5 separate regions of the Sus scrofa genome follow, and all the other regions are linked to region 4. The links are chromatin contacts, called in public Hi-C and HiChIP or PLAC-seq maps. All regions are on one chromosome and are shown on one strand. The core of a region is the stretch at or near the end of the contact, and the rest is flanking DNA. Distances in the headings are between cores, read along the strand shown.

What was found. Hi-C and Micro-C count contacts between places; a contact is called where the count stands out from the background. HiChIP or PLAC-seq counts read pairs in DNA pulled down with a chosen protein or histone mark.
Region 1: a contact with region 4 is called in a Hi-C map of liver, with 6 times the contacts expected there. The contact joins the promoter of HUWE1 here to the promoter of FAM120C in region 4. A contact is called at or near these places in 1 of 5 promoter capture datasets (liver), 3 of 47 Hi-C or Micro-C datasets (heart right ventricle, liver and skeletal muscle) and 1 of 2 datasets of contacts at active chromatin or transcription factors (alveolar macrophages).
Region 2: a Hi-C map of liver shows a contact between it and region 4, with 5 times the contacts expected there. The contact joins the promoter of GNL3L here to the promoter of FAM120C in region 4. A contact is called at or near these places in 1 of 5 promoter capture datasets (liver), 3 of 47 Hi-C or Micro-C datasets (heart right ventricle, liver and skeletal muscle) and 1 of 2 datasets of contacts at active chromatin or transcription factors (alveolar macrophages).
Region 3: a contact with region 4 is called in an H3K27ac HiChIP or PLAC-seq map of alveolar macrophages. The contact joins the promoter of FGD1 here to the promoter of FAM120C in region 4. A contact is called at or near these places in 1 of 47 Hi-C or Micro-C datasets (heart right ventricle) and 1 of 2 datasets of contacts at active chromatin or transcription factors (alveolar macrophages).
Region 5: a contact with region 4 is called in a Hi-C map of liver, with 5 times the contacts expected there. The contact joins the promoter of TSR2 here to the promoter of FAM120C in region 4. A contact is called at or near these places in 4 of 47 Hi-C or Micro-C datasets (embryonic fibroblasts, heart right ventricle and liver) and 1 of 2 datasets of contacts at active chromatin or transcription factors (alveolar macrophages).

Annotation. Positions count from the first base shown.
Region 1 is chrX:46,441,376-46,447,191 of Sscrofa11.1, forward strand. HUWE1 (E3 ubiquitin-protein ligase HUWE1) reads right to left here and starts at 2,940. Exons shown (of 85, transcript XM_013986152.2): 1 at 2,822-2,940; 2 at 2,522-2,621.
Region 2 is chrX:47,255,194-47,261,487 of Sscrofa11.1, forward strand. It overlaps GNL3L (guanine nucleotide-binding protein-like 3-like protein), which reads left to right and starts at 1,274. Exons shown (of 16, transcript XM_005673659.3): 1 at 1,274-1,427; 2 at 3,620-3,687. The coding sequence starts at 3,669.
Region 3 is chrX:47,228,652-47,234,887 of Sscrofa11.1, forward strand. FGD1 (FYVE, RhoGEF and PH domain-containing protein 1) reads right to left here and starts at 3,005. Exons shown (of 18, transcript XM_003135106.6): 1 at 1,905-3,005. The coding sequence starts at 2,211.
Region 4 is chrX:46,899,594-46,905,846 of Sscrofa11.1, forward strand. FAM120C (constitutive coactivator of PPAR-gamma-like protein 2) reads right to left here and starts at 4,639. Exons shown (of 17, transcript XM_021080777.1): 1 at 4,285-4,639; 2 at 3,911-4,282. The coding sequence starts at 4,608.
Region 5 is chrX:47,184,001-47,189,400 of Sscrofa11.1, forward strand. It overlaps TSR2 (pre-rRNA-processing protein TSR2 homolog), which reads left to right and starts at 2,610. Exons shown (of 5, transcript XM_001927898.5): 1 at 2,610-3,170; 2 at 3,337-3,427. The coding sequence starts at 3,087.

The DNA.
Region 1 (5,816 bases), core at 1,690-4,189, 460 kb before region 4:
CTCAGTCCCGGGTACTGGCCGGACAGACATCAGCTTCCGCCGCCATCTTAACAGCAGGCGGACCGACCCTAGTCACTGCCCCCCCACACCCCCGAGCTACCTCCGCTACCGCCAACGGATCCCACGAGTACGTAACCCCGCTCCCGCGAGAACTCACCGGGTAGGAACAGCACGAGCCGAAGACGCCGCGGCCGCCTCCGCGGTTACTGCAGTCTGTAGCCCAGCCGCGGCCGCCTCCGCGCGATCCCGCGAGAGCTTCTACCCGACGGGAACAGCCTGAGCCCAGCCCTTCCCAGACCCCTCCTCCCACCAAAGCTTGAAGTCGCTACGGCTCCGCTCTCACCCCACGCGAAGCAAAAAGCAAATGACGCACAACCTCACGAAGCATCGAGGGGCGGAGCCAATCTGCCGCCGGGAGCTCTCGCATGCGCCATGAGAACTATCGCGATAATACGTTTTGGTCTCCGCGAGACCTTCGAATTCACCGCAGGATGCCGCCCTCGCCTCGCCTGTAGGAAACATGAGATCTCGCGAGACCTGGGGCACGCTCCTAAAAAGGAGAGAGGCGGGGCCCCCACGAAAATGACTGGGAGTTTTCAGGGGAAGGGAGGAAACTCGCGTCCTGCAGGGATCTCGCCTACCACGAGGTTTCCGACCCACTGCGGAGCTGGCTGCCAAACCTCGCGATGACACAGCTCAGCGCCAAATCTCGGCCATGTCCTGAAAACTGCCTCCGCCCCCGATCTAAGGTGTCTAGAGCCTAGTGCTTGAGGAAAATTTAAAAAGTCAACCTGTTTATTCTCACGCTTCCGGGCAGAGCTGTACCAATTAGCCAAACTCCATTCTGGAAGAGGAGCAATAGATCTCCCATTGTTAGCTTCCTCCAGGAATTACATATTATCTTGGACTAACACATAGAAGACGTTCAAATCTCACAATAAACACGCAAATGCAAAAGAAAACAATGACATAACAATTTCTGCCCATTAGATCGGAAAAAAAAAATTTAAGACCGATAATATCCAGACTCCTTCCCTCGCCGCACTGCAGGCTACTGAATCCATCTTAATCTAACTAAAGGCTCATATCGTTAGTTCTAGCTCCAAAGCCACTAATTTTAACTCCTGAGGCTCTACCTTGGCACAACCAAAAGCTTCAATAAAGTGGTTTTCTCCAAACAAAGGAGTCTGCCCTCAAAGGAAAATTCAAGCTTCCAAGGGGGGGGGGGGAATGCGTGCTTGAAGCTTTTAATATGGCAGTTTTTCCACCTCTAGCCAACAATATTTCTCCAATAAATCCAGGATTCCAATCTGGCTCGATTTGTGGGCTTTCCTATTCTAATGCATTGTTCTGTCTATTCTAATTTATATATTGTTCCTTTAGAGTACACTTTAATAGCTGGTAGTACAAATACCCCCATCTTTACTTATCTTTAAAATATTTTCTCGTTTATTCTTTGCCATCTTTTTTCTGGATGAACTTTAGAATCATATTAAGTTCCAAACACTTGGTATATTTATTGAAATTGCATGAATTGTGTAAATCAACATAGGAAAAATGGACACCACTACAAAATTAAGCCTTCTTATCCAGAAGCATGGTATTCCTTCACCATGTATGCAAACGTTCTTTCATTATATTCCTCAATAAAGTTTTGTGGGTTTACTTCTAGGTATTTTTATTCGTTTTTCTTGCTATTGAGAATAGGGTTTTTTTTTTGGTATTAAATTTCCAAAATGCTTATTGCTTATAGATAGGAAGACTATTGATATTTGCCTGTTTACTTTTGCAATCGGACAAATAAAAAATAATTTCAACTTCGCTAGTAATCAGGTAAATGCAAATGAAAACAATGACATACCATTTTTGCCCTTTAGACAAAATTACAAAAATTGATAATTCGTGTTGGCACAACTGTGGAAAAATGGGCACGCTCGCACAACATTGAAGAGTGTAATTAGTATAGCCTTTGGGGAAGGCAATTTGGACAAATCTATCAAAATTCAAAGTGCATATACACTTTGACCCAGCGATTACTCTTCTAAGAATTTCTCCCACAGAAATACACATGTGCATGATATATAGATATATATACATATATATGTATATATACAATCCCATTTATTATAGCATTGCTTGTAATAGCCCCCTCCCTCCCCCAAAAGGGAAACAAGCCAATGTACATCAATGGGGAAATGATTAAATAAACTGTAGTACAATCATACAATGCAGCTGTTTATAAATGAGATAAATTTAGATTCCCTGATATAGGAAAATCTACAAGACGTATTAAGTTTTTAAAAAGCTGTTAGCCGAAATGAATGTGTGCGTGTGTGTGTAGTACCATTTATATACCAAAACATACATATACGACGCCTAGTAGTTACCCGCGAAGCCTGCTTGCCAGCCCCTCACCTTCCCCCTTCTCTGAGGCCGCCTTCCTTTAACCCCTGAGAGAAACGCAGAAGGCCCGGCCTTTACTCCCTCTCTAGGGCCACTTGGCCAAGACTAATGCCGGTACCTCGCATCCCCACTGTCCGCCGCTCTCTCGCCGCGCTGCCAGCCGCTGCCCGGGCTGCCCCCGAAGATGCGGCGAGCCTTCCACTGGCGCCGGCCGAGGCCTGGGGGAGGGGAGAGAAGGCGGGGTTTGAGGGAGGGCTGAGGCAGGCCGCCGGGCCCCTTCACCAGCCTCTCCCGCAGGCTCCCCAAGGCCGCCACCTCCGCGTCTCCGCGCAGGGTCCCGTGGGAACAACCCCCTGCGAGGAGCCGAGGACGGCCGCGCGAACAGAGCCCGCCCCTCAGCCCGGAGGAAGACGCTCACCTCGGCGGCAGTAGCTCCGCGGGGCCCGCAGGAGCGTGCCGAGTCCGCGGCCCTGCTTTAGACCTGCTCCCCTCGCTCGCCCTCCGCCGAAAACCTCCCCCCGCTGGCTCTCCTCACACTCGGCCTGAGGCTCCGCCCCCCGCTCGAGTAGCCCCGCCTCTGCCACTTGGGAGGGCGCTCCCTCCGCGGTGAAGCCGGGTTCCCTGCAGGGGACCGCGCCTGAGCTACTCCAGGCTCAGTAAACGCAGCCAAAGAGGATAGTAGTGTCGCTAAGGAATTGGGATTTGATTCGAGGCATGGTGGAAACCGCTGAAGGGTGATATGATTTGATTTGATTTACATTTAAAAATTAATCTCCAGCTGCCTAGTGAAGAATGGGGGTCAAGAGGGCGAGTGGGGACACAGTGTGGAGGGCAGGAGACGTCGGGGGCGCCTACCACAGTGAGTTTACAGGGGCAAACCCTTACAACGCTTACTTCAGGCACGTACTGAACCCTCAGTAAGAAGTCTCTCTTTTTCTTCTTGGTATTTTTTGGGGTGACAGTGCAATTGGCAAAGAGCTTATAGAGGATCTGCATTTGTGAACGCGTAGGAATAAAAATCTGTTAGGAGTTACCCCATTAACCATGCTTCATCTGGGGTGCAAAATGAAATTGGAGGGTGAGAAGGGAAGGGAGCTTTGAGTCAAAACTAGATACTTTGGTAAGGCTTGAAGTTTTAACAAAAAGTATGTATTAACTCAGTATTTTAAAGTATACAGACAAAATCACTATCTGATGTACTACTGACACATAGAGGAAATAAAAATTTTAATTGTACCCTCCGGTTCTAATTCCAACACTTTCAGAGCAGTGGTTCATGCACCAAATTGAGAATCTGATGAATGGATCTACTGCCTGCCAAATATATTTACACAAAATTTTGTGTATAATCTCAGCTTTATGGAGGCCCCTTTGAGATAGCTCGGACCATTAAATATTCTTACAAGCTATTTTTAATGGGTGAATGTTATTCTATTATAATGTTAATTATTTATTTAAGCAATCCTCAATGCCAGGTTTTTTGGTTTTTTTTTTTTTTTTTGCCAAGCAGCTGGTGGCATGTAGGAATTCCTGGACCAGGGATCAAACCCACCCCACAGCAACAACCCAAAGCTGCTGCAGTGACAATGCCACATCCTTAACCCCCTGTGCCACAAGAGAACTCCAGGTCTTTTTTAATTATAAGAAATACATGAAATTTGATGTAACTAAATATTTGCATATTTCTGAGACTTCTCAAGGAGAAATTTGTAGAAATAAAGTAGCTAGGGTCAAAAGGTCACTCCCCCCAAACATAGAATAGGCTCTCTAGAACAGTTAACAATAAACAGTCCCACCAGAAATATATTAGAATTCCAGTGTATTCAGATATTCCTATACCTTCACCAATATCGCTATTATAGTTTTCAAAAAACCTTTTAATTTAATGCACACTTTGTTTTTTTATTTTATTGGAGTATAGTTAACTTACAATGTTAGATTAACTTCAGGTGTACAACAAAGTGAATCAGTTATACATATACATGTATCCATTCTTTTTTAGATTCTTTTCCCATATAGGCCATCTCAGAGTATTGGGTGATTTCCCTGTGCTATGTAGTAGGTCCAACAAGGACTTTGATTTTAATTCCAATCTCTCACAGCATCTGCATTAATTCTAGCTAACGCCTAACCTTTAAATTTTTCTGTCGATTCCTAGGCCTCGGAAAGTCTAGTTCCCCAACTCCTAGTTCTAAAATCCCACATACCCTACAATCCTAGTTTTAATTTCAGTCTGCAGTAGCCTTTATTTCTCTTGCCAATTCCACTCCTTTTACAGTCCTAGTTCAACCAATACCCTCACGCACACCTCTTGTTTCTTTTTCTTATTGCAGACTATTTAGAAAATATATGAAAATACCAAAAGATAAAAAACTTGTAATCCTACCACCTAGAGAGGACCACTATTAATGTTTTGGTTTTATGTCCTCAGCCTTTTTCTATGCATTGTGTATGTATTTATTGTTCTAAACAAAAATGTTATCATAACATTCAATAACCTAATGAATATTTGTCATATCATTTACTATTTGTCCATAATATAATTTTAATGGCAACATGACACATTCCTTTCTTTAACATGTAATTACATGTAATTTAACATGTAATTAGCTTCATTTTTGTTCTTTTTTTCATTTAAAAAATGTTGCCTAGGAGTTCCTGCTATGGCACAGCAGGTTAAGAATTCAACTATAGGAGCTCCTATTGTGGCTCAGTGAGTTAAGGACCTAGTGTTGTCTCTATGAGGATGTAAATTCAATCCCTGGCCTTGCTCAGTGGATTAAGGATCTGGCATTGTCACAGGCTGTGGCATAGGTCGCCGATGTGGCTTGTATTGTTGTGGCTGTGGCATAGGCCACAGCTATACCTTCAATGCCCAGGAACTTCCATATGCCACAAGTGCAGCCATAAAAAGAAAAAAAAATGTTTGCCTAATTACACTTGAATGAATACATTATTCTAAAACACTCAAAACAGATAAATGTAAAATTCCTCTTATATTTATATACCCATGTAGAAATACATAGCTTTGTTATGTTTTTTTACTTTTTAAAAATATGAATATAAGTTGTATGTATTACTCTAATTGCTTTATTCACTTACTATGTCTTTCAGATCTCTCCATGTCAGTATATATAAATCTACCTCATTTCCTTTATGTAGCATTCTACTGAATGAGGGTACTAGAGTTAACTATTGATATTATTATATATTCATAGGTATAAATTCTTTTAAATCTTATACTGTTAACATTGCTTTTTTTCTTAACTATCAACAATGCTGCAATGAAAATCCATGTATATGGTTTTTTTGTGCATATGCTAAAATATTTCTGTAAGATAAATATGAAGAAGTAAAATAGGTGGCTCGAAAATAACATGTTTTAGGATTTTAATATGTAAAGCCAAATTGCC
Region 2 (6,294 bases), core at 24-2,523, 350 kb after region 4:
GTCCATTTCCCGTTGATTTGTAGTACAGGCCTGTAAACTTACCTATTTAATAAACATTTGCTTAAGTCTGCCGTGTACTAGTCTTGTGCTGGGTCCTGCAGAGGGCTCAAATATATATTATATATTTATGGTTCCTATTCTCATGGAGTTCACTCAAATATATATTACATATATATATGGTTCCCATTCTCACGGAGTTCACTCTCCTGTGGAGGTACAGACACATAAACGATTACAATACTAAGTGATAAATGTAACAAGGTGCTCTGAGTTTCTAATTCAGCTGGGAAAGTTCACAGAACTGAATAGTTAGGTCTTAAAGAAAACGGAAGAATTTGCTAATGCAGGGGGTAAGGTGAAGGCGGCCAGGGCTGGCTTCGGGTCCACAGGAGTTGTGTTTCTCAGGGGTAAGGGGTTAGAAGAATTCCATGGATGTAGGGGCAGTGATTCCTGTGTATGTAAGGGATAGGAGTAGGCAGAGGGAGCCATTTTCTGCCTGGATATGCTAGAGGTTGAGGAACATATCCTTGGGATAGGGCTCAGCCTCATCCCAGAGTTTAGGCTGAGGAAGAGGACGGGCTGGAATTAAATTATCAGGAAGAAGACATTTTCAGACTAATATTTACTGTTTTTAGGGGGAGACCTTATTCGCCAGCCAGGTCTGGAGCTCCCTGAGATGGCTTCTGAAGAAACCCTTACTTGCCCCTACTCCAGAGATATAAATCCAGCTTCTCCTGCAGAGGCTGCTCTGAGGCCTAAGGGAAGGAGGGAGGAGGGGAAGAAGGCAAAAGAGTGGGAGAGGCTTCCAGCTGTTTGGTTCCTGTGTCTGGCCGTGGATCTACTGCAGAAAGAGCTGGGAGTGGCTTCTTCAAGCTTTGTCTGGGACCCTGCAAGCCGGAAGGGTTTCTGGGAGCAGCTAACCCAGTCACTTCAGGTGGGAATACTCAGCAAAACATGTGATCCAGGCGGCCATTTTCTCACACCCTGCCAGTCGCCATCTTCCACTGTAGACAAAGGCACCGACCCCCCACCCTTGTCTGATGCGGTCCTGGCGATCACTTGGTTACTAAGATTCGAGAACACACATATTTAAGCCCAGACACAGGCCCGCAGACAAGACTTGGCTTATAAGTAGCTTATATGGCCACACAAGCCAACCGCCGCTTCCCTCTCCCGCCTGCCGGCCTCCCCACTCAGCTATTTCCTTACCTAACCAGGCGGCCGGGAGGTGGGGCTAGTGCGGCCGCGCAGAAGGGATGGGCGTGCGCCAGCCGTCAATCCGAAGCCCCACCCCCGGAGGCGCTGGGCGGAAGGAGTCTGCGCCGCGAGGCTGGGATCCGGAAGTCGGAGCCTCGCGGCAGCAGCGCAGCTTCTGGCCCGTCAGGGTTGCGCTGTCTTCTCCACTCGGATCTCCGCCGGAAGCGGAGGTAAGAGACGACTCTCTTTTTTTCGTGGGGAGTGCTCTCCCAGCCAGCTGCGCAGAAAGGATCATCTATTTGGGGTGCAAGCAAAGGTGCCCTCTGCTCTTTAATAGAGAGGTAAAGAGTGGCGTTCCTTCCAGGGTAGAAGGGCCCAGATGAGGGACAGGGATTGCTCCGCACGTGGACAGGCGCCCAAATGCATTCTTGCGGGGTAGGGGGCATCGACCCACTCCACCTAGACAAGTGTAGACCCCTGGACACACTGTATGGAGAGTTACAGACCCCGCTTGTGTGGAGTACCCGCCTCATTTTTAGAATACTGAGGCTCCATTCCCCACTCTCCCTGTGTAGACAGGCGTGGATACCATAAAGGTGTGGCGATGTCAGCCCCATTCGTATAGAGAGACACATTTCCCTCCTCATGAGGGTGAAAGACGCAGATTTATACCGGCGCTGAGGCACACAGATTCACCTCTGCGCACCTTCCCTTAGGACCGAAGTTCTGATTTATTTACTCGCACCCTCGCCCGACCACCAGCTCAGAAACTTTTAATATACAGAGGAGTGAGCCTCCTTTCCTTACCGTCGAAACCTAGAGACCTCCCTGCCTCGCCTCCGTGTAACTAATTGACTAATGCCCCGCCCCTGCTCCTGCAGAGGTGGTAGACCACCGCTCCCTATGTGGTTGGAGGCACAAGCCTCCGTCCACGGAGAACTATGTAGATTTACCCCTCCTAGGTTGGAATGAGACCCCGTTGTGGAAAATCAGACCTGACCACCCTCCCCAGGCTCTGGCTTACTAAATTTGTAAAGGCTTGACCCACCAAAAATGCCCCGCAGCAAACAGCAACAGATCTTAACCCACGAAGGGACAGTCAGAACTGCTTCTCCTGGGGCCTCCAGAATAGAGGGGCTCAGATTTGATCTTTTTAGGTAGACACAGATCATCCCTCCTCTCCCCCTTTCCCCAAGGATTTAGCATCACCAGCTGTGGAAAAGGGAATAGAAAGGTATAGCCTTGCAATGTTGAGAGGCAGTGACATCATTGATCACCCCACAGTGTGTGCATATATGGACACCCTCCTTTATCCAAGGTAGAGGAGCTCAGATCTTTTTCTCTCTAGCCAGAAAAAACAAACAGGACTCCCTGCTCCCCTAGTGTAAGGGCCATTCCACTGAATTTATAGCTGTATTCCCCCTTCCCACATGGAGAGAACCAGAGGTCCTATTTCTTTCAATATTAGCACACTGCTGACTTCAGCCCACATGCAAGATAAGCAGATTGTGCTCATCCCATCTCCATGGAAGAGTCTGGAATAGCCCACTGCAGGCAGAGTGCAAACCCCATTCATAGAAGTTTGCATAATTGCCCTTTTGTTAGTATGGCACTAATGTCACCTTGTAGTGGAGCTAGGTATAATCAGTCCCATCCCATGGCCCTCCCCAAGGTAAAGAGACTCAGAACTCCCTCTCATTTCCCTGCCACACAGAACTTCTCTCCCATGCAGCAGAGATGCACACAGCCATTGTGGCAGATTCTCCATTTCCTCTGTATCCTGGAATAGAGTGACAAAAGGCATCCTGTTCCCTTCCCCCCAGTCGCCAAGGAACAGACCTCACCTATACATGCAGATGCAGTTTTTTCCCTCTCTCCCCCAAGATTTTGCATGGGCCTCAGTCCACATAGGCATAGATAAAAAGCCCTATTCGGAGGTTCCTTTTCCCCAGGGTAGATTCCTGAGATACGTCTTTCTTCCCCACTTCCAGGGTAGATGAGACTAGAACCCTCTATTTGGGGAAGAGAGATACTGTTAATACCCTGTGTAGGAATAGCTTGTCCTTGCATATCCCTCTTCTCTTAGAGTAGAAGGGTTTAGTGCTAGTCCTTTCCTTATCTGGAGTATATAACCCTATAGGGTAGAGAATTGAGGATCAAGGATCCCATCCGCTGCATTGAGGCACTGACTCCACCCAGGTAGAGAGGTTTAGTCCTAGCCTTTCTTTGAGTAGTGTGATTGTACTCAGTCATAACAGGCACCAGCTCCAGTACAGCCCCTTCTCCCAATTCCTGTAATTGTTAGTGTTTCCTTATTATGTTCTTTAACATTTTATTTTGCCTTCAGGGGGCTCAGGAGGGGGCTTGTAGCTTTGTGGTTCCCCTCTCTGTCTTCAAATTGGTTCTCCTTCCATTTTGACAGGAAACAAAAGCCTGGAGATTTGAATCTACCTGCTTTCAAGCTAGTCATCATGATGAAACTTAGGCACAGTGAGTTTCTTTTAACCACTTCTTCCCAATCCCAAACCTAAATGAATATTCATAGTATTTCATGGCCGCTTTTAAAAATTCCCTAGTATGGGAGCTCATGTTGTGGCTCAGTGGGTTAAGGACCCAGTCTTATCTCTGTGAGGATTCAGGTTCCATCCCTCGCCTCGCTCAGGCGGTTAAGAATCCTGCGTTGCCGAAAGCTGCAGCGTAGGTCACAGGTACAGCTCATATCCGGTGTTGCCGTGCCTGTGGCATAGGCTGGCAGCTACAGCTCAGATTTGACCCCTGGCCTGGCAACTTCCATATACTGCAGGTGCAGCCATAAAAAGAAAAAAAAAATAAAATGAAAATCACCCAGTATGTACCAGCTCATTCAGTCTGTCTTTTACATATGGTATTATTGTTGTCTTCCAACTTCCTTCTGAGGTAGTGCTCCCCTTATCCTCCATACCCATTTTATAGATAAGGAAACTGAGGCTCAGCAAAGTTAAGTGACTTGATCAAGAGACTGCAGGTGAATAGCAGTAAATACCATAGCACACTGCCTATAACCTTAACACAACCTAGCATTTTTCTTTATTTTTCTTATATTTTCTTTATAAGTTGGTATCATAACTTGTACCAATGGTTAAGAGCATGGGCTCTGGAGCCAGACTGAGTTTGAATCTCACCTCTTCCATTTACTAGTTGTGAGACCTTGGGCAAGTTGCTTAACTTCAGCAGTCTCCTTAAATAAAAAACGGGGGAATGGGGGGGGGTAATAATAGTGACTACTTAATGATGTATTAGTGTTTGCCTGACAGTGTTATTATGAGGACTTAATGACCTAAAATAGGTAGTATAGTTAGAATAGTGCCTGGCACATTATGAGCATTCTGTAAGTACTGGCTTAAAAGATTCAGCCTTTATTTCGCTTTGGAATTTAGTCCCTCAGAGGATGCATACACTGTCCTGTCACTAAATTATTGTCTGACCTCTCTTGAGCTTTGGGTTTTTCTTACCTATAAAACAGACAGTGTGGACAAATTGCTGTTCTTTCTACCCTCTGCCCTCAAGATTCTTTTCCTTTCCTTCTCATTCTTTTTTTTTTTTTTTGTCTTTTTAGGGCCACACCCTTAGCATATGGAGGTTCCCAGGCTAGGGGTCTAATTGGAGCTACAGCTGCCGGCCTATGCCACAGCTGCAACACCAGATCTGAGCCTCGTCTGAGACCTACACCACAGCTCACGGCAATGCCGGATCCTTAACCCACTGAGCGAGGCCAGGGATTGAATTGGCAACCTCGTGGTTCCTAGTTGGATTCGTTTCCACTGCGCCATGACAGGAACTCCTCCTTCTAATTTTTTAACTGGATAACTCTTGCTTATTTTTCAGTTTTCAACTTATACATCGCTCATCCTGTGAATCCTTTCTGTTAACCTCTTCCCTTAGTTTCCACTTGTCTGTGCACTCACAGGAACTGGGACTATTGACACTGTATGCTTGGGTCTGTCTCTTCACTACTCTGTTAACTTCTCACTCACGTCTGGTTCATCTTCGTGTCCAAAGGACCCAGGCATAGCTGTTTGCCAGGCACTAGAATGTCTCAGTTAGTAGTGCTAACTCAAATCCCCCTCCTCCCACCACAATGCTTACAGCCTAGAGGGAGAAGACATGTGATACATGGACTCTTCCTTATAAGAGGGGAGGCAAGGACAATAGGGCAGTTCTGGTTCTGTGCTTCCCGGCCTTTCTCCTGCATAGTCTAAACAGAAAATGATAACATTTAGATATCACACTGGGTAGACTGGATGAGAATTTTGTAACCCAGTGGCTTTGCCTATGTAGGGCCCTGTGGAAAAAAAATTCATTTATTTTAATCAAAAATTTCATCAAGAATCTGACTGATTATGTCAATACCAAAGCAAAAAATCATTTTTTAAGCAACACAAGAAAAGTAACCAAAATTAGTTTTACTCTATTTAAGAACATCAAATACCAGATAATAATAGAATTACTGATAATGATGGAAAAGACAGTAATTAGCTGGTTAAATAGAGTATATGCATACAAAGAAACCCTGATAGTTAAAAAAAATGAGGAAATCTTATATAGAAAGACTGTATTGTATGGAAAAACTGTTAGATGAAGAGAAAAAAGCAAGTTGCTGGCAGGAGTACATAGTATATCAGCCTTCTTTGGCGGAAAGTGGGGGGAATTTGCATTTGCATAAAGAGACCGGAGGATGCACAATAAGCTAATAATGTGATCAGAGTTCAGAGTTCTCTTGTGACACAGTGGGTTAAGGATCCAGCGTTGCCACTGCAGCAGCTTGGGTCCATGCTGTGGTGAGGGTTTGATTCCTGGCCCTGGAACTTCTGCATATTGCAAGTTGGCCAAAAAATGAATAAATAGTAAAGTGGCTTCTTGTAGGGACTGCAGTAGCTAGGGACAAGTGTGGGAGGGTGACCTCAAAATACATGGTTTTAATCTGGAACCATATGACTGTATTACTTGTTAAAGAACAATCATATACACTATGTTAGTGTGAAAATGGTGAACATTAAATAGGAAAACTTTATATGCACCTACAAAACAAAGACTTCATTGGTAGATTGCAGCTAAACT
Region 3 (6,236 bases), core at 1,755-4,254, 330 kb after region 4:
TTTCATAGCTTTCAGGCATTTGTTCAACAAGGATTTATTAAGCACCTACTGTGTGCTAGGCACTATGCTAGTTGCTGGGGATACAACAGTGAACAGAACAGATACAATCCCCTTGCCCTCACGGAGCTCACATTCTAGTTGAGGAAGACAGGCAATAAAAAAGTAGACCCATAGAATAAAATACTTGCAGATATACTAAGTGCAAGGATGGAAGCCACTGGCAACTCTGATGGAGATCCACAAAGGGGCCCTACTTAAAGTGATCAGGGAAGGTCTCTCAGAGAAGGTGACATCTGAGCTGAGACTTGAAAGATAAGGAATAAGCCAGGTGGAGAGCAGGAGGAAGAGCTGCCAGGCAGAGGAAAAGCAGATGCAAAAACCCTGAGGTGGGTGTGCTTGTGGCATGTTTTGGGATCTGAAAGAAGGTGCTGCAGTAAAGCAGGTGAGTAGCCTGCTCCACACAGTGCCTGTCAAAGGGAGTTTGGTAAGTCAGCAGGAGCAACATGCAGGGCAGGGGATTTAAAAGCCTGTTGTCAGTTGGTTATCTCCATCCCCCACCTAGGGGGCCCCTGAAAACTCCCAGAGGTTTTCCATGACTAGCCCAAGGTCATAAGAACAGCAAGGGGCACATGTTGCCCATACTTTATGCTTTACCACTGCTACCTGGTGCTGAGCCACAATCCCCAAAACCTGTGGAGCCTGGGATGTGAGCCCTGGAGGGCCCCAGATGCTCCACAGCTCTTTGAGTGTTGCCCAGTGGAAGATACTGCTCTTCCTCCATGGTTCCTGGGCTCAGGTCCACATGGGATGTCCTCAGATGGGGGAGGCCCTGATGGACCCCTCAGACACTCAGATCTCTGCAATGCAAAGGCCTCTCCAGGCAGTGGTCTTTGGCCCCAGCCTGACCTGGAGCTGCTCCAACTCTGCAAATCCAAGTTCAAGCATCCTGACTTCTCACAAACAACCTTGTAGCCCTTAGCTCTCCAGATCTGCTAAAACCGGCTTCGGCTTCTCCCCCCTCCCCACCTTTCTGCTGTCTCCCTTTCTAGCAGCCCCTCCAGCTCTTCCCTCCAGCTCTACCCCACCCCCCCACCCCCGAGGCCCACCTCTTCTACCTTTCTCTCTCATCAGCACCTTCTACTCCCTCCTTCCCCTGTCCTCCTGCCACACACACCTGGCAAAACCCCAACCTTGGATCAATCCACCATCCCTCTTTTTTTTTTTTTTTCCACTCATACTCTAGAGCTGCTGAACAGTGCAGGAGAAAATCACATAAGCAGAAGGCTTGGCATTACTTTCATGGTCTCCAACCTCAGTTTGGGGAAGCGGAAAGACCATAGACTTTGGACTCAAACATATCTGATTTGGAATCCTGTCTCCATACTGGCTGTGTGACCTTGGGCAAGTTGCTTAACTTCTCTGAGCCTCAGTTTCCTCCCCTACAAAACGCGGCTAATGATAATACTTCACAGCAGCCTTCTGAAGATGAAATGAGAACCCATGTGAAGCACCAGCCCAGTGCCTGGCACAATATAGACGCTTGGCAAATGAGAAACTCTTCTTTTCTTCCATTCCTCCAAACAAACCTCAGTTCCTACAACCAACCCCCCTTACTGCCTTGCAATACAGCCGCTTTTTCTTGGAGTGCTCCCTCTCCCATTAGCCTCAGAAGAGAGAAGAGAAGGGGTTCGGAAGGGTTGAAGGGGCACGGGGGACAGAGAGGAGGCGGAGACTGGGGTTGAAAGAATTGGAAGAAGGCCGAGAAATGAGGGACAAGGCTGGGGGTTGAGAAGACTGGAAGGGCTCGGGTGAGCGGGCCGGCCCCGAGGTGGGGCTTAGAGGCCCTAGGACAAGAACCCGCTCCCAGGGCCATGGCCCGGGCTTCCATGCTCTCGATCACTCACCAGGCCGGGGCTGCGAGCCCTCCAGGTGGTAGGAGAAGCGCAGGGCCCGGTGGTGTTGTGGACTGGGGCCGCAGGGCAAGACCCGGGGGCCTGGAGCAACGCCCAGGCTGGCGTCCGAGGGTCCGGCAAACTGGGGATCCAAAGAGCTGCCGAGAGCCGAGCCTGAGCTCCTGGGCACTGGCAGTCCGGGATCCGAGGCTCCAGGGTCCGAGTCTGCATAGGCCGGTGTAGCGGCGCCGTGGGAGTTCGCGGCTGGGTGTTCGGCCTCGGAAGGCCCGGCGCCCCCCGGGGCTCGGTGGCCATGCATGGTCCGGGCCTGGGCGCGGGGCCCGGGCTCCCCGCTTGGCTCCAGCTCCTGGGGCGGAGGCGCGGGCGGAGGAGGCCCGGCGCCCGGCGGAGCAGCGGCCTCAGGCTCGGGGGGCGGGGCTGCGGGCTCAACCCCACTGCGGAGACTCGAGCCCCCGGCCCGGGCCCGGGCCAGCAGCCGTGGCAGCGGTGGCAGTACCAGCAGCAGCCGCGGCCACCGCCGCTGCGGTGCCAGGCATCGCCAGCCCGGGCCCTGCGCGGGGAGTGGGCTCGGCTGGGCCGGGGGCCCGCTGGGGAGTGCTGTCTATGCGGCAGCGGCTGGGTGAGGGTCGGGGGGCTGCGCTAGGCGCGGGCTCTCTCGTAAGCGGCGAGCCACTTCCGCGGCCCCGGGACGAGCGACGGTCTGTTCCGAGTGCGGGGTCTCTTCTTTCTCCCCAAATGGGAATCGATCTGGGCTCTCCTGGCTGGTCGGAAAGGGTTCTTCCTCCCGCCGCAGCGGAGGCTGAGGGGCGGAGGGGAGGGGAGGGGAAGAGAGGGAAGAGGAGGGAGGGAGGAGAGGACGGCGGAGGCGGGGGGCGCGCGTGTGCGCCGCGCGCTCCGGCTGCGGGGCTTCCTCCTCAGCCAATCCCTCCGGATGATGCTCCAGCCGCGGGGGAAGGGGAACAGCCTGGGCCGGGCTCCACCGTCCTCCCCAGCCTCGGCCTGGGTCTCCGAGGCAGCGGGCGCGAAGGAGCCGGGGGAAGGGGGTGGGGAGGCGGGAGCCTTCGCTGAAGCAGCCGCAGCCACAGCGGCGCTGGGACCCAGTTACCCGGGCCCCGCCCCCTCGCCCGGGATTTGCGCCTGGCCACGCCCCCTCACTCAGGCCGGCCTCAATTCTCCCAGAGACCGCCCTCAAGGCCCTCCTTCCCCTTAAAAATTCCCCCTCTTCCGGCCTTTCCCACCTCTCCCTGGTACCATACAAGCAAGTCTATGGGCTCAACACCCCAAATCTGCCTTTTTGTCCCATCTCAGATCTGCCTCCCTCTGCTTGTCCTTCAATCTTCTTTCCAGAAGCCTTTCCACATGTTCCAGAGTTTCTCTAGGGCTTGGCTCATAGGGATCTTCACTCTGCTCAGACCAGACCCCGTGGTCCTTTACTTTTCCATTCTCTTGCCAACAGCCCCAGTTCCCAGGAGTTGTCGCATCCGCCTGGCAACATCCCAACCTTGGATCTGTCCAACTGTCCGCCTTTTCTATGCCTGCGCCCAGGCAGCTAAACACTGCTGAAGAAAACTATTCAACCTCACAGATACAAGCCAATATAAACTCATAGTACCTAGTCTTTACCAGGCCCTTGGTGCTGAACCACAACCCTACTATGCATCCCCAGGCAGCCTTCTCTCTCAAGCTCCACAACTGCTATTTCTAACCTCCCCTTCTCCTCAAACTCCCAACTTCTCCATCTGCCCCCTAACCCTCATACTTACTTACTTACTTCACAGAGTAAACAGAAGTCACCAAAAAGGAAGTTTTTGACTTCTTGTTACCAAACCTACAAGAGTCCTTCCCTTGCTCCTTTCCACCAGCATTTCAACATACTCGGGTCTCTTCTATCTAAAAACAATTACCAAAAAAATCTCCCTCTCCAGCCACCTCCCTCTCTTCTCTCTATAAATGGCTCAAGAGTCGCCTACACTTAACTCAATTTTCCCACTTCCCACTGATCTTTCAACCCACTCCAATCTGCCTCTACTACTTGCCTAATGCTGCTCTTCTTATCAAGGTCTGCCTTGGCCATGTGTCACTAAATTCAGTAGAATCTTTTCAGAGACTATCCTGCTGGACCTCTTGGTAGCATTTAGCCCCAGTGACCACTTCCTCCTTCTTAAGCCACTTCCATGACACCACACTGTTTTTTTCCTACTTCCTTGGTAATTCCTTTTTACTTTCCAGGGTCCTCCTTGTCCAACTCTCTCTCTCTCTCTCTCTTTTTTTTTTCCTTTGGCCATGTCAGTGGCATATGGTAGTTCCCAGGCCAGCAATTGAACCTGTGCCACAGGAGTGACAATACCGGATGCTTAACCCACTGAACCACCAGGGAACTCCATGTCCAACTCTTCAGTGTTGGCACTCTTTAGGGTTTCCCCTGAGCTCTATTGTCTTCTCTCTCTCTGCTCTTTCCTATGATTATAACATTCTCATGGCTTCAATTATCATTTCTTTGCTGATGGCTCCCAAGTTGATACCTGAAGTCCAGATATTTTTCCTGACCTATGCATTCAACAGGTTAACAGGCAGCTGTACCCGAATACCCTAGAGACACCTAAAGCCTCAGTTTCTCTCCAACTCAAGGCATCCTCCTCCCAGCCTTTTGTCCTTCTTTGTACCTTACCTTAGTGAATGACCCCAGTTAAGGCAGAAAACTGAGCTACACCCCTGACTATTCTCTCTCTTCTACCCCCATGCAACCACTAAGTCCTGTCCCTTTTATCTCCTGAATATCTCCCAAATTTATTTATGTAGTCTCTTTTTATTTATTTTTCATTATTCAATGAATTTATCACATCTGTAGCTGTATAATGATCATCACAATCCAATTGTAGTCTCTTCGTTTCACTACCACTACTCTAATCTAGGCTAGCACCATTTCTACCCTGTATACTGTCCCAGATTCCGTTTGGTCTTGTTCCTTGTAATCTAGTTTCTTCACTGTAGACAGTGTGATCTTTTGAAAAGGCAAAACAAATCATATCACTCTCATGTTTAGAACCCTTCAGTGAGTCCCCGTTGGCTCAAAAGAAAACCCAACTTCCTCAACAGGGAAGGTTAAGTTGGGCCCTTCATGATTTGACCCCTTGCAGTGTTTCCAGACTCCATGCTTGAGTCAAAGCTGAAATTCTTAGACTATTCCTTAGTCTGACTTCCCAGTCTTTGTATATGCTGTTGGATCTGGAAGAAACTCTCTCCACATCTCCCCAGTTCCATTTCATTTGTTCTTCAGATCTCTGCTTGTTTGATGAATGCCTTTTGAGCACACACTTTGGGCCAGGCACCATGTGAGGCGCTACTTATGCAGTGATAAATAAGACAGACATGAACAAGATTGTGGTAAACAAACTCCACCCTCAGAGTTTCAATCTGGTGCTGGAGAGGACTTGAGGTAAAAAAAATACACAATTATAACATATAAACACACAAAATTATAAATTGTGATAAAAATATAGAGCTGGAACAGGGTGATAGGAAAGAATAAGGGGTGGTGGCAATTTAGCCTGAGGGTCAGGCAAGGCCTGATATTTAAGCTAAGTGAAGGAGTTGGAGTTAGGGATGAAGGATGAAGAGTTGAGGCAAAACTGTCCCGAGGTGGAGGCTGTGGCAAGTGAGAAGGCCCTGGGAAGAAAGGGAAATGGTATACCTAGGAACTGTAGGAAGGCCAGTGTGGCTGGAGCGTAGTGAGCTGAGGGCAAGAGGGGTGGGATATGAAGTTGAAGAGGTAGGCAGGAGCTAGCTTAGGTTGGGCTTTATAGACCATGGTAAGGAGAATGGATCTTATTCTACGAGCAATAAAAAGGTACTGAATCAGGGCTGTTACATGTGGGTCAAATTGCAGAAGGTACTGAAATCATTTTGAAAAAAGAATAGAAAATATCAAAATGTATCACAGTATGTAGGATTCATGATCATGTTTCAGGAAACTTTTGCTTGAATTTACATCATATATGATCATGATGAAATAGCATCTCTTTTGTAGATACTTCACATTCCCTAAATGCTGAAATACACTACATTGAAAGGTTTTAAGCTTGGGATTGACATAGTACAGTTGATGTTTAAAAAGATTACATTGGGCGCTGTGGATTGGATTGGAGGTGGACAAGATTAGGAGTCTACTACAATCAGAGATGATGGTGAGTGGACTCAGGTGGTGGAAGTGGAGATGGAGAGAGGTAGACAGATTGGAGAGATATTTAGAATTGAAAAGATTTGGTTTGGTGGCTTGGGGTAGGAGGGAGAGGGAGGAATTGAGGATGCCTCCCAGGGATCTGG
Region 4 (6,253 bases), core at 3,389-5,888:
TTTCAGGATGTGTCTATGATTTAGGACAAGTAAATAATCAGGAGGCATAGCAGCCATTGCTATACTGTATTCTAGAGAACAGATGTACAAAATGGCATCAGCTCTTGGCCAGACTTCTCCAGCTTTAGTTATTCATGTATCATCAGCATGATTTCTGCCATATTCAAGTACTGCAACTTACTATTTTTTTTTTAAATCAACTTACTTTTCCTTAATTGGCCCCCTCTAAAGAATTATAGCTCTAAAACTGTGGATTTCATGTGGATTTGATTACTTTTTTAATGTATATATTAACCATTAAGACAAAGCATTTATCCCATTAACCATCCCATATCATCTCTTGAACTACATTCTAAAACTGTCTTTAGGGTTGCTCTACTTCTGAGACCCTTTGCAAGAGATTGGGAAGCAATTTGTGGTTTTACTTAATTTTTCTGCTACTGGCTATTACCACTTAAAAAGGTTTGCAGAACGTACAAATGAAACTAACCAAACGACAAAATTAATCTGAGTAATATACACTGAATATTCTCATGGGAAGTCCTAAACTGCCTAAAGCTAAATAGCAATTTATCTTTTATTTAATCCCTCCATCTCTATTTTCAACTGAGATTGGGATAAAGACTGATCTTGTGGCCTAGCCTCAAGAACAGAACCAACGGGAGGAGAAATATAGTAGTGGGTTTTGCTGTGATTTCGGTAGAAAGAAATGGTAGGTATGCAGATCATCCAAGTGAAAAACTGCTATTTTCAAGATAGTGGAACACTCCTCTAAAAAGGCAAACCACAATCAATTATTAACCAATACCTTTCAAGTCTGTTATAAACCAGGAAGCTCTCCATCACTTCAACAACAACAATCACTGACCAGAACCAGGAGAGAAAAATTCACTCACTGATAACATCTATAGATACTTTACATATGCAATTTTGGAGCCAATCTTAAATTCACTATATTAAGAGCCACCACTACACACTTTTTAAGTCACACCTACAATGCATTCTGTTAAGATCACTAATATCTTCATTAAGAGAAAAAAAATATGTATTCTGCAACTAAACTATACAAGATATTATGGGGACTATGAAAAGAGCAAAGAGTCTGTTTATAATCTAGCATGTGGAATAAGACTGATATATTTCCCAAACAGTGGTACTCAAGACTGAAGAGGACTGGTGGGAAATTTTCTCCTCAAGGTTTTATTATGAAAAGCTTTAAACATATGGCAAAGTTGAAATAATTTCACAGTGAACATTAGAACACTCATGACTGAGATTATACCGTATTTACTATTTTGCTTTATCACTTACCAATCCATCTATCCAATCCATCTTACTTTTTATGAACTGCTGGGATTTTAAAAATGAGACTGTGTAATGAAGAATCTCGGTAGGCCATTTTAGAATTGCTTTTCAGAATTTTTCATTGAGTGCATGAACAAAAAAGTTGGAAAACCACAAAATCAACTTTCCTGCCAACCTCCAACTAAAATCTATTCAGAGCTCACAGCATGCCATTTTAGGTCTCCACATTCTTGTCTATCTGAACCATCCTTCCCGGCCCTCTTCAAGTCTTGGTACCACCAATCTGTGAAAACTCCTCCAATTTTCACATCCTCACCCAGAATTAAGTATGACTCTTACTGGGGCCACATTTTCCATCATTAGGAATTAGCTCACAGTATCTGCAAGTTTTTTTTCAGTCCGTCTCTTTTACTAAACTCTGACCTCCTTGAGGGCAGGGACCCCCTTACTTCCCTCTGAATCCTTAGCAACCAGCATAGCACCTAGCCTATGGCAGGCATTCAATAACTGAATAATATAAATGAATGGCCCAGACCTGTCTTTACCCAGGAGCCAACAAGACTTTAGTCCAGTATGGGAATGATTTAATCACACTGGCACTTTAGATTCATCTTAGAGCACCGTTGTTAAAGAGCATGAGCTTTGGAGCCAGACTGCCTGGGCAGGAATCCCAGAATCCCAGCTCTACCATTTATTGCTGGCTGACTTTGGGCAAGTTTCTAAACCTCCCGTGCCTCAGTTTCCTCTTTTGAAAAACAGATAATACTGCTTCACAGATCATAGTAAGCATTCCATCATTGTTAGTCACTATTGCCAGCAATCAAGTTAATAATGACAATGAGGTAACAAGTCCTTAAAGTTCAGGTATTAGCAGTGAAAACAAAGTGGAAAGAATGGGTATGAATGAAGTATACTGAAAAATGCTCAGTCAGAAGGGTAAGCAAACAAGTGTCTGATAAATATTTTTTTTCTAGTTTGTATGTTTGAGGTAGCTCAAGATGGATTTTTTTTTTTTATGGCCAAACCCACGGCATATGTAAGTTCCTGGACCAGGGATCAAATCTGAGCCCCATCTGTGACCTATGCCACAGCTGCAGCAACTCTGGATCCTTAACTCACTGCAGAGGGCCCGGGTCTGAATCAGCAACACCGCAGAGACAAGCCAGATCATTAATCCACTGCACCACAGCGGGAACTCCTGGATTTTCTTCAATTATTAAAAAAAACAGTTATCCCGGCCTAGGCATAGATTAGATGCTGGGCACAAGGAATCTAGCATGACTGGATTCTAGTCACAAACTCTATGGCCACTGCAAGTATCTTTATGCAGGTCTTTTATTCTCTCAGCTGAGATTTTTTTTTTCCTCCTTATTCTACCCAGCACCATTTATTTAGTTTATGATTCCCACAATTCCATGTCCTGTCTTCTGACAATGAGTACATCTCTAAGAGCCTTGGTTGGGGAATGGGCTTGTGGTTTCATCCTATCCAACCCTGTACAACTTTTTCTTTTTCCTGCCCACCTCCTTTACTTCTCAAGCCTTGCTATTCCCTACACGTAGGAACTTGAAACCTAAGAGTATGGGAAAGCAACAGAGCAATAGCAGTTGTGCCAAGAACTGGGGATGCTGCCAAGCTGTTCCCCAGGCCCCATATGCAGTGACCAACTACATGCAGAGATTGTACTGAATTGCCCAAAGGGCCTCACATACTTGATATGCCTGTTTGCTTCTGCTCATTTTCTTTCTTCCATTTAAAGAAACCTTCCCAAACCTGTAACCAATTCAAATCCAATTCATCCTTGACCCAGGTGAGGTCCAACTTCTTCAAGGTAGCTTCCTCTGCCCATTTTAGCATACCGATATCCTCCCATATTCTCACACAAAACAGGTACTGTACTTATAACCTGTACCATAAAGCATAATTACATACACATTTATACCATTAAATAAATGTTTCATGTGTATATATTTGATTTTCCAAGGGCAGGAACCGTGTCTCACAAGTCTTTTAAATCCCTTCCTCTGAGTAGGTTAACACCTTGCTGAAAAGTGACTGAATTAGTGGGTTTTGTTTAGGCTAAAGAAAGATGAGGTAGAAACATGTTGAAATGAAAAAGGCTACACAGATGGGTGAGAAAGAAGCACTGGTTCAAAACTCAGGTAAAAGTTTGTAAGAGAAAGGTGTTCAATTAGCACGTTTAATTGATTTGCTGCAAGGTTGGAAAAAGACAAAGAGGGAGGTCAACTGGAAAATCTGGAAAAAAGGAATTTCAGCTTGAGGCAGAAGACAACAGGAGAAAGATGGGGCTACAAAGAAATTCTGCTAAAACCTAGGAATAGGCCATTTGGATTAAGTGAAGGTAAAGGGGGTTATTGGGATGACATGGGTAGAGAGGTGTGGTTATGTAGGTGAGCGAATCGGTAGGGGATGGTATGAAGGGTTGGGTAGATGCATAAAATGATCGAGGGTAGTTAGGCAAGTGGGTTAGCTGATTGGGCGGTGAATGGGCAGATGGGAGACAGGTAAGTGGGTAGGTGGTTAGGTGTTTAGTTGGGAGGGAATAGGTATGGGCGTATTATTTAAGATCCGGCCCCTCCCTCACCTTGACCCGGAAGCGGATGAGCGCTAGCCTCACGCAGTGGCTCAGGCAGGCCGGTGGCAGGAACCAGGCCCGTGGAGGAGGGGTGCCCTTGTTGCCCACGTGTCCCACGATCAGTTGCGCTGTCTGCCGCTCGGCCTGGCACCGACGGCCCCACTCGGCCAGCCGGTCCTTGCCCAGGCCCCCGGGGAACATAACCACCAGCTCCAGGCCGTCGCCGCCGGGATAGGCACAAGCCTGACAGAGCGCTGACAAGTAGCCCAGCATGGCGTTCCACTGGCCGCCACACACCCAATCCGTCTGGTAGCCGCCATAAAGCCGCGGCAACGCCGAGCCCGCGTCCACCAACACCCGGGCCCCGGGCAGCGGAGGGGGGGCGGCGGCGGCGGCGGCGGCGGGTGCAGCCCCGGGTGCGCCTGGCCGTGGTGGTGGAAGTGGTGAGCGGGGTGATGGTGTCGAGTTGGCCCTGCGCCCCCGGAGTAGGCACCGAAGGCGGCGGGCGGGAGCGGCGGTTGCAGAGGCGCGGAGCCTCTGGCGGCGCGTGGAGCCCCGGGCGCTAGGACTGCCGTAGGCGGCAGCTGGCGATGCTGGTGCTGCTGCTGCTGGCGCGAGACCGTGCGCGCGAGTTTGAGAAGGTCCACGGGCACCACGGCCCCGGGACAGCGCTTCTCCAGGAACTCTTGGAAGCCCTGGACGCCCATGCTTCGTCGGTGGGCAGAGGAGACGGCGGCTGCGCGAGCAGGCTAGACAGCGATCTGGGCGCGAAGCTGGGGGCGGGCGCGTGCGCACTCCGCGGGGGGCGAGGGGCGGGAAAAGGCGTCCCGAGGGGAGGGGTGAGCGAGCGGGGAAATGAGGGCGGGGTGGGGAGGAGACCACAGATTGGATTTGGGTGGAGAGGAGGGATGAGGCCGACCGGACGCTGGAGAGGCTGGAAGGATAAAAGCGATGACGGGCTCTAGTGACTTCTCTTTTCTGTCCCTCTCCGGCTGCTCTTCCTCTTCAAAAGGGGTGAAACCTCTTCCTTCCACCTCCGGGAGCCATGTTGCCTCCTCTTCTCTATGGTACACACTTTCTAGCTGGAGGAGGGGGAGCGGGGCGGGGCGGCGGGGCATCCTGGGAGTTGTAGTCTCTTCTACGGCCTCGGGGTACAATGTTGGAACAAGATTACCATCCCTGTCTACTACTGCGTTCACTGGGGCTCAAGGGGAGGGGCGTGCTATGCGTTTAGGATCTGCACTCCAACTGTGCCCTTCACCGAATTGCTTTAGGTTATTACTTTGCCAGAAAAGGAGGCGGGGCGGAGGAGCTGGAATGATGCATCATGGGAAAGGAAGTAGAGTGGATTAATTGAATTCAGCCAAAGTGTGCTAAAATTCCCCAGGAGGAAGAATTTTCCTTCGGAGGAAGGGACTAGCTTTTAATGAATGAGAAAGGACATATATGAAATGTAAAAATACTAACCATAAATATTTCTGTAACAATCCCTTAACCTTTAGCTACTGTAATTCTTTGAAGAAGAGTTGTTGGACCCAATTTATGAATGGTTAAACTTATTTGCCCAATGCAGAGACAAAGTGAAATCGATTGTATTCAGGATCTCTTTGATCAGGGAGATAAGCTCCTACACAAATTAAACTACAAGTTGTACCTTTCTGGTATTCACTGAACTACCCTGTCCTACAATGTTAGGACCTTTGTTTGCAAACATTGTGAATCAATGTCTCGAGCTTTCACAAAATAGCAGTAAGGGCTCCAATTCCAGACGTACTGAATCTTAATCTTTAAAAAAAATTATTTTCAGTATTCTCCTCAGTTGATTCTGATAGAGCACCAGTCTTTGACTGACTGGCTTTTGGGGCCCACTGTTTCTGTTGCGGAAACCGCAAAAACCGTGGCAACGGAAGGAGACAAACAGCACTCGGAGATATGGAAAAGCAAGTTTTATTCAGCACCAGTGTGGGCTCAGAGGAGTCACCTCCAGAGTCTGAGCACCAGGTCTTTGTTCTCAGTAACTATTATACACTACAAGGTCTTGATTTTCCCATGTAAGCATCCCGGACCTCCCCCCATCCCCAAGCAGACAGTGTTCCTCCCTAAGAAACTGAGCAGGCAAGGTTACAGAAGCAGAACTGATACGCAATGTTGGGTACCTGATTAGCAGGGCTTCTGGCTTGGACATAGGACACACAGTTGTTACATTATTAGAGGAAGGGTGGTATAGTGATGAGCACAGCTGGAAAGGCTTTCAGCTGCCTTCTTAGCCAAGGGGGGGGTTGTCCTTTAGTTAAAACTCCATTTCATTCCCCGCCTCTTGATGTTCAGGGTGCATCTGCACCCTTTACAGAT
Region 5 (5,400 bases), core at 1,360-3,859, 280 kb after region 4:
CCAAGAAATGGCAAAAAGACCAAAAAAAGAAAAGAAACCTATGTTACGATTAATTTTTATAATATTTTGGTAACTATTTTAATATAATTGGTTTCCTTCTGTAATTCTATATTTTATTTTATGCGTTTAAAAACATTATTCCAGGAAGAAATATATTGGCTTCACCAGCTTGCTAGATGGGTTCAAGGCACAGAAAATGTGAAGTCTGTCACTTGGTATACTCAACTTTGGACTTCAGTCTCAAGGCTAATTCTCAGGGTTCTTTCAGAGACCTTGGTTTGTTGGAACTCAGAATTGGGTTCCATGTGTGGGAATTTCTAGCAGGTCTACTGTGATATTGTGATTTATAGTAAGTAATATACATTGTGTCTTCAATCACTTCCTGGCACAGAGCTCCTAAAATCTCCAGAATTTCCTCTGAGTGATAAGAGATGTCTTTTGTTATGTTAATAAAATGACCTTCGGAATTCCCCTAGGTAACCTAAGGGTGAGGGCTGGTTGTCTGTGGAGCTAAATAAAAGATTAGAGGGTTGGCGTTTTCATTTCCACCCCTCCACCTAGAGGAGGGGAGAGAGGCTAGAGTTTGAGTTCAGTCACCAATAGCCAATGGCCTAATCAATCATGCCTCTTTACCAAAGCCTCCATAAAACCTCAAAAGAACAGGTTTTGAGAGCTCCTGGGTTGATGAACACAAAAAGATGCCATGAGAGTGGTACGCTCAGAGGAAGCATCCTTGCCTCTTCTCATGTACTGTGCCCTATGGATATCTTCCATCTGGCTGTTCCTGAATTATATCCTTTTATAATAAACAGATAATCTAGTAATCTTTGAGTTCTGTGAGCGAACCTAGCCAAGTTAATCAAACCCAAAGGAGGGGATTGTTAATGTATTACAATGAGTGCATAATGAGGCTCAAGGTCTAATGGAAATTGAATCTTCCACCATCTTGGACCTGATTGGTTCTAACCAGTTTTTGTGTATCCTCAACAGCTCTGTCATTTTTTTTTAAAGTTCGTGCCCTTCCCCCTTCCCTTCTGTTTCAGTATCAAAATTGAGTTAAATTGTAGGACACCCAGTTGATACTGAAGAATCGCTTGGTGGTGTGGGAAAACTCAACACATATACCCTACAACTGGTGATAAGAATCTTCCCTACTCCAGGTATGTTTGAGGCCCTGGGAACTCACAGGGAAGTGCTTAATCTCAGTTTCTTTATTTGGGCTTCTTTGAACTCAAATTTAAATTGCTGAGTCTGCAGGAATGAATCTCTAGAGCTCTGTAGGAGTTTATGCCTCCTGAGATTATCAGTCTGGGAATGCTTGTAATTATCATCAAACAGCATGTTGTTTCCTGATTCTTTTTCTTTGTATAGATTGTTTCCTCAGCATGAAAGACTTTCTTTCTTTTAGAAACATACCTCTATCCTCAAATACACAAACTCCTCATCCCCTGGGAAAATTCCACTCAAACTTTTAAGTCAGAGGCATTATCTCTGAGAGATTTGCCATAATTCCCAAGGCTGGATCAGAAACCCCCTCTGCTGGACTCCCATAGCTTCCTGTGCTCCTTTCTCCTCTAGCATTGCATAGAGATGGATTTATCACAGAAATAATATAACTAAAAGTTTAAGCCTCTAGTAACTCACACTTACACAAGACACTTCCAAGCCCCTGGTTGTTGAGCATTGTCAATTTGAGACAATTATTGCTGCACAAAAACAAAGTACCATAAAATTTTATAGCTCACATGTAAAAGAAACTAGAGGTTTCCCCAAATTTAACACAATCTTAAATTTTATTCTACTAACAATGAGCTGTGAAGTTGAAACTTTTCTAAACTACAATAATAAAAAATTTTGATCAACTGAATGCAATTGAATTCTTTTTATTCTCTCTTGAAAATGTTATTATAAAATAATTGTCCTATTTATTTACAGGAAGATATCAAAATGTTGGCAGCCAAAAAAAAATAATAAAATAAAAAATAAAGGAAAAATTAGTAGAGAGGTGAGTCAGGCAATTATTTTATTTCTCTAGTTTTGAGGATGTTTGTGGTATTTGTCAGGTTTTTTTAATTGGAATTTGTAGGAATTCCCTAGTGGCTCAGTGGGTTAAGGATCAGCATTGTTAATGCTGTGGCTCTGGTTACTGCTGTGGTGCCAGCTGGATCCCTAGCCTGGGAACTAACACATGTCACAGGCATGTTCCCCCCCCCAAAAAAAATTGGAATTTGTAAATTTAAAAATTTCTTTTATAAATCTAAAGCTATACTTACTTGCACACCTAAATTTGTACTATTTTTCTTAAAGAGGGCTTACAAAATTCTATCTGCCTCAGGCCCTTCAAAGTGTGGATTCACCCTGAGCACTGATCATAATTTTGGTCCTTGCCCTGCTTTAGTTTCAAGTCATTTCAAGACGTCTTCCGATTTTTTTTTCTTTGACCCATTAGTTATTTAGAAGTGTACTAATTCCCACCTATTTGTGAATTTCACAAATGTCTTTCTGTTATTTATTTCTTTTTTATTTTATTTAATCAATCAATTAATTTATTTTTTAGGGCCACACCTACACCATATGGAGGTTCCCCCGCTAGGGGTCGAATTGGAGTTGCAGCTGCAACGCCGTATCCAAACTGTGCCTGAGACCTACACCTTAGCTCACGGCAACGCCAGATCCTTTAACCCACTGAGCGAAGCCAGGGCTTGAAGCCGCATCCTCATGGAGATGAGTCGGGGTCTTAACCCGCTGAGCCACAGATGGAACTCCTAGGATGCATTTCTAAATGCAGACTTTTAGGCTATGCTACCTGAGGTTGCTTCCTCTGTCCTTTATCTTTAATAAGTTCCTCACATCTTTTCTGCGCAATACCCACGGGTCCGGAACTCTCGGCCCCAAGCGTCTTCCACTTCTTGAGTAACCCGGGCGGTGTCATCGATTACTCGACAGACTTTTCTATTGCTCTAGTCTTGCTGCCAGATCAGCGGAAAGGGAGAATCTGCGTTCTCAAGCTTGGCTTCCTACTCCTTCTGCCTGGGCGGTGCTGCGCAGGGATTGGCCTGCTTGGGCGTCACGTGGTCCGCAGCAGGATGATGGCGGGCGCTGCAGAGGAGTCTCTAACGCTTTTCCGGGCTGGCATCCGCGCAGCGTTGGAGGCTTGGCCCGCCTTGCAGGTGAGCGAGGACACAGCTGGAACAAAGGTTAGGGACCGGGCCAGAACAGGAGTTGGCCGGTGAGCTGCCCAAGGCTTAGTTGGTTGGGCGGCGTCAGAAGCGGACCCTTGCGCCACCGCAGGCCGGTTCCTGGGCTGACGTGGTGGGCTCGGGCCTGTGTTCGCAGATCGCTGTGGAGAACGGCTTTGGAGGTGTGCATAGCCAGGAGAAGGCTGAGTGGCTAGGGGGTGCAGTGGAGGAGTATTTCTTCCGCAATGGTGAGTGAATTTAAGGCCCTAGGACTTGTTTAGGGGCGCGGGGAGGAGGGCGGTCTTGGTGAATCTGCACTTCCTCTTGAACAATTGTCTGCTGATACCAGAGTCTGAATCCTGAGTTCGAGTGCCTTAGGGCCATGCCATTGACTCCTTGTATCGCGTTGGATATGTCGTTTTACTCCCCTGAGACTCAGTTTCCTAATTTGTAACATGGATATGAAAGTATCCACCAGCGCTGTCCAAATCGAAATATAATGCCAGTCACATCATGTAATTAAAAATTTTTCAGCAACCACTTTGATATAAAAAGCAGGTGAAATGAATATTGTTCAACTCAATATATCCAAAGTATTTCAACATGTAATCAATATAAAACATTATTAACGAGATGTATTACATTTTTTTTTAGTATTAAGTTTTCAAAATCTGGTGGGTGTTTTGCAGTTTTATCACATCCCAATTTGTCTTGGCCTAGCCACATTTTAAGTGCTCAGTAACCACATTTGATTATTTGGACAGCAGAGATCTACACCTTTGATGTGTCTTGTAGGTTCTATAAGAATAGGGGCCCTTTAGGTGATCTTTTGTGAAGTATGATTTTTTTTAAATTATTCACTTAGTTTTCTTGGCCTTGGAGATGGCATTAGGCAGAGACCTTTCTCTGAAAAAAATTTATTATTTGGTGAGGGATCTAGATAAGTAAATAGGTTTTTACTCACAGGGTGGTAGGTGTTCTAATAAAGATCTCAGGGTGCTTGGGTAATGTGAGACTGAGGAAGAGGCTTCTTTTGGAGATTGTTAGGGTAAGGTGGCTTTTGGGTGAGTTTTAAGGGATGAGAAGGAGTTAACTAGGTGGGAGAGGCAGAGCAACACTCAAAAATAAGTTCTGTGGTATGAGGAGATTATGTGTTATATTTGGAAAGTGGCAGGGAGCTCAGTGTTAGAGTAGGGCTGTATGGTGTGCTTGTGGGGGTGTGGGAGGGGGGAGTGATAGAGAATGAGGCTGGAGGTTGGTTGGGGAGGCCCCTGGAAAAGGGTGAAACATGGAAGGATTTGTGGGCCTTTGATTTTATCCTTTAGGCCAGCATTTGTCAAAAATATATGCTATGGAAGACTAGTTCTTTTTAGGTGTTCAGTGAAGAAACCACTTCTCCAGTCACATGATATAAAAAAAGCTCTTCAGCTCTTAAGAGTCACCATAATCATTATCATATTAAAGGTTCTGATAAGAACCACCAAAAAGAAACTTGTTTACCATGATTTTTCTATGAATAGCTTCCCTTAAAGTCCAGCAGGACAGTTACGTCTTATAAGCAGAATATGAAACACTGCAGTAGGAGATAAAACTTCATGAGCAGGATTTAATAGGATGGGGTTTACTGGCTATAGAAAGTAGCCAGTATGGGGTTCCCGTCGTGGCGCAGTGGTTAACAAATCCGACTAGGAACCATGAGGTTGCGGGTTCGGTCCCTGCCCTTGCTCAGTGGGTTAACAATCCGGCGTTGCCGTGAGCTGTGGTGTAGGTTGCAGACACAGCTCGGATCCCGAGTTGCTGTGGCTCTGGCGTAGGCCAGTGTTTACAGCTCCGATTCGACCCCTAGCCTGGGAACCTCCATATGCCGTGGGAGCGGCCCAAGAAAAGGCAAAAAGACAAAAAAAAAAAAAAAAAAAAGTAGTCAGTATGGAGCTTGGACTGGAGAGGGAACAACTGATGAGAAGACTGTTTCTGTCTTGAAGATGATGAGGCAGTGGCAATAGTTACGGAAAAGAAGGGGTGGATTAGAATCTTGGAAATTGTTTGGCTGTAGAGGAGTGGGGGGGGGCATGAGGCAGGTTTCTGGTTTGAGTCGTTGCGTGGCTCAGATACCTTTTATGGAATAGGAGAACCCTGGAGGATTGAGAAGTAGGTTTGGAAGGTAAGGTGATGAATCTGGCTTTGGGAAAGGAGGGTCTGAGGCACCCTCTAAATAGGTGGA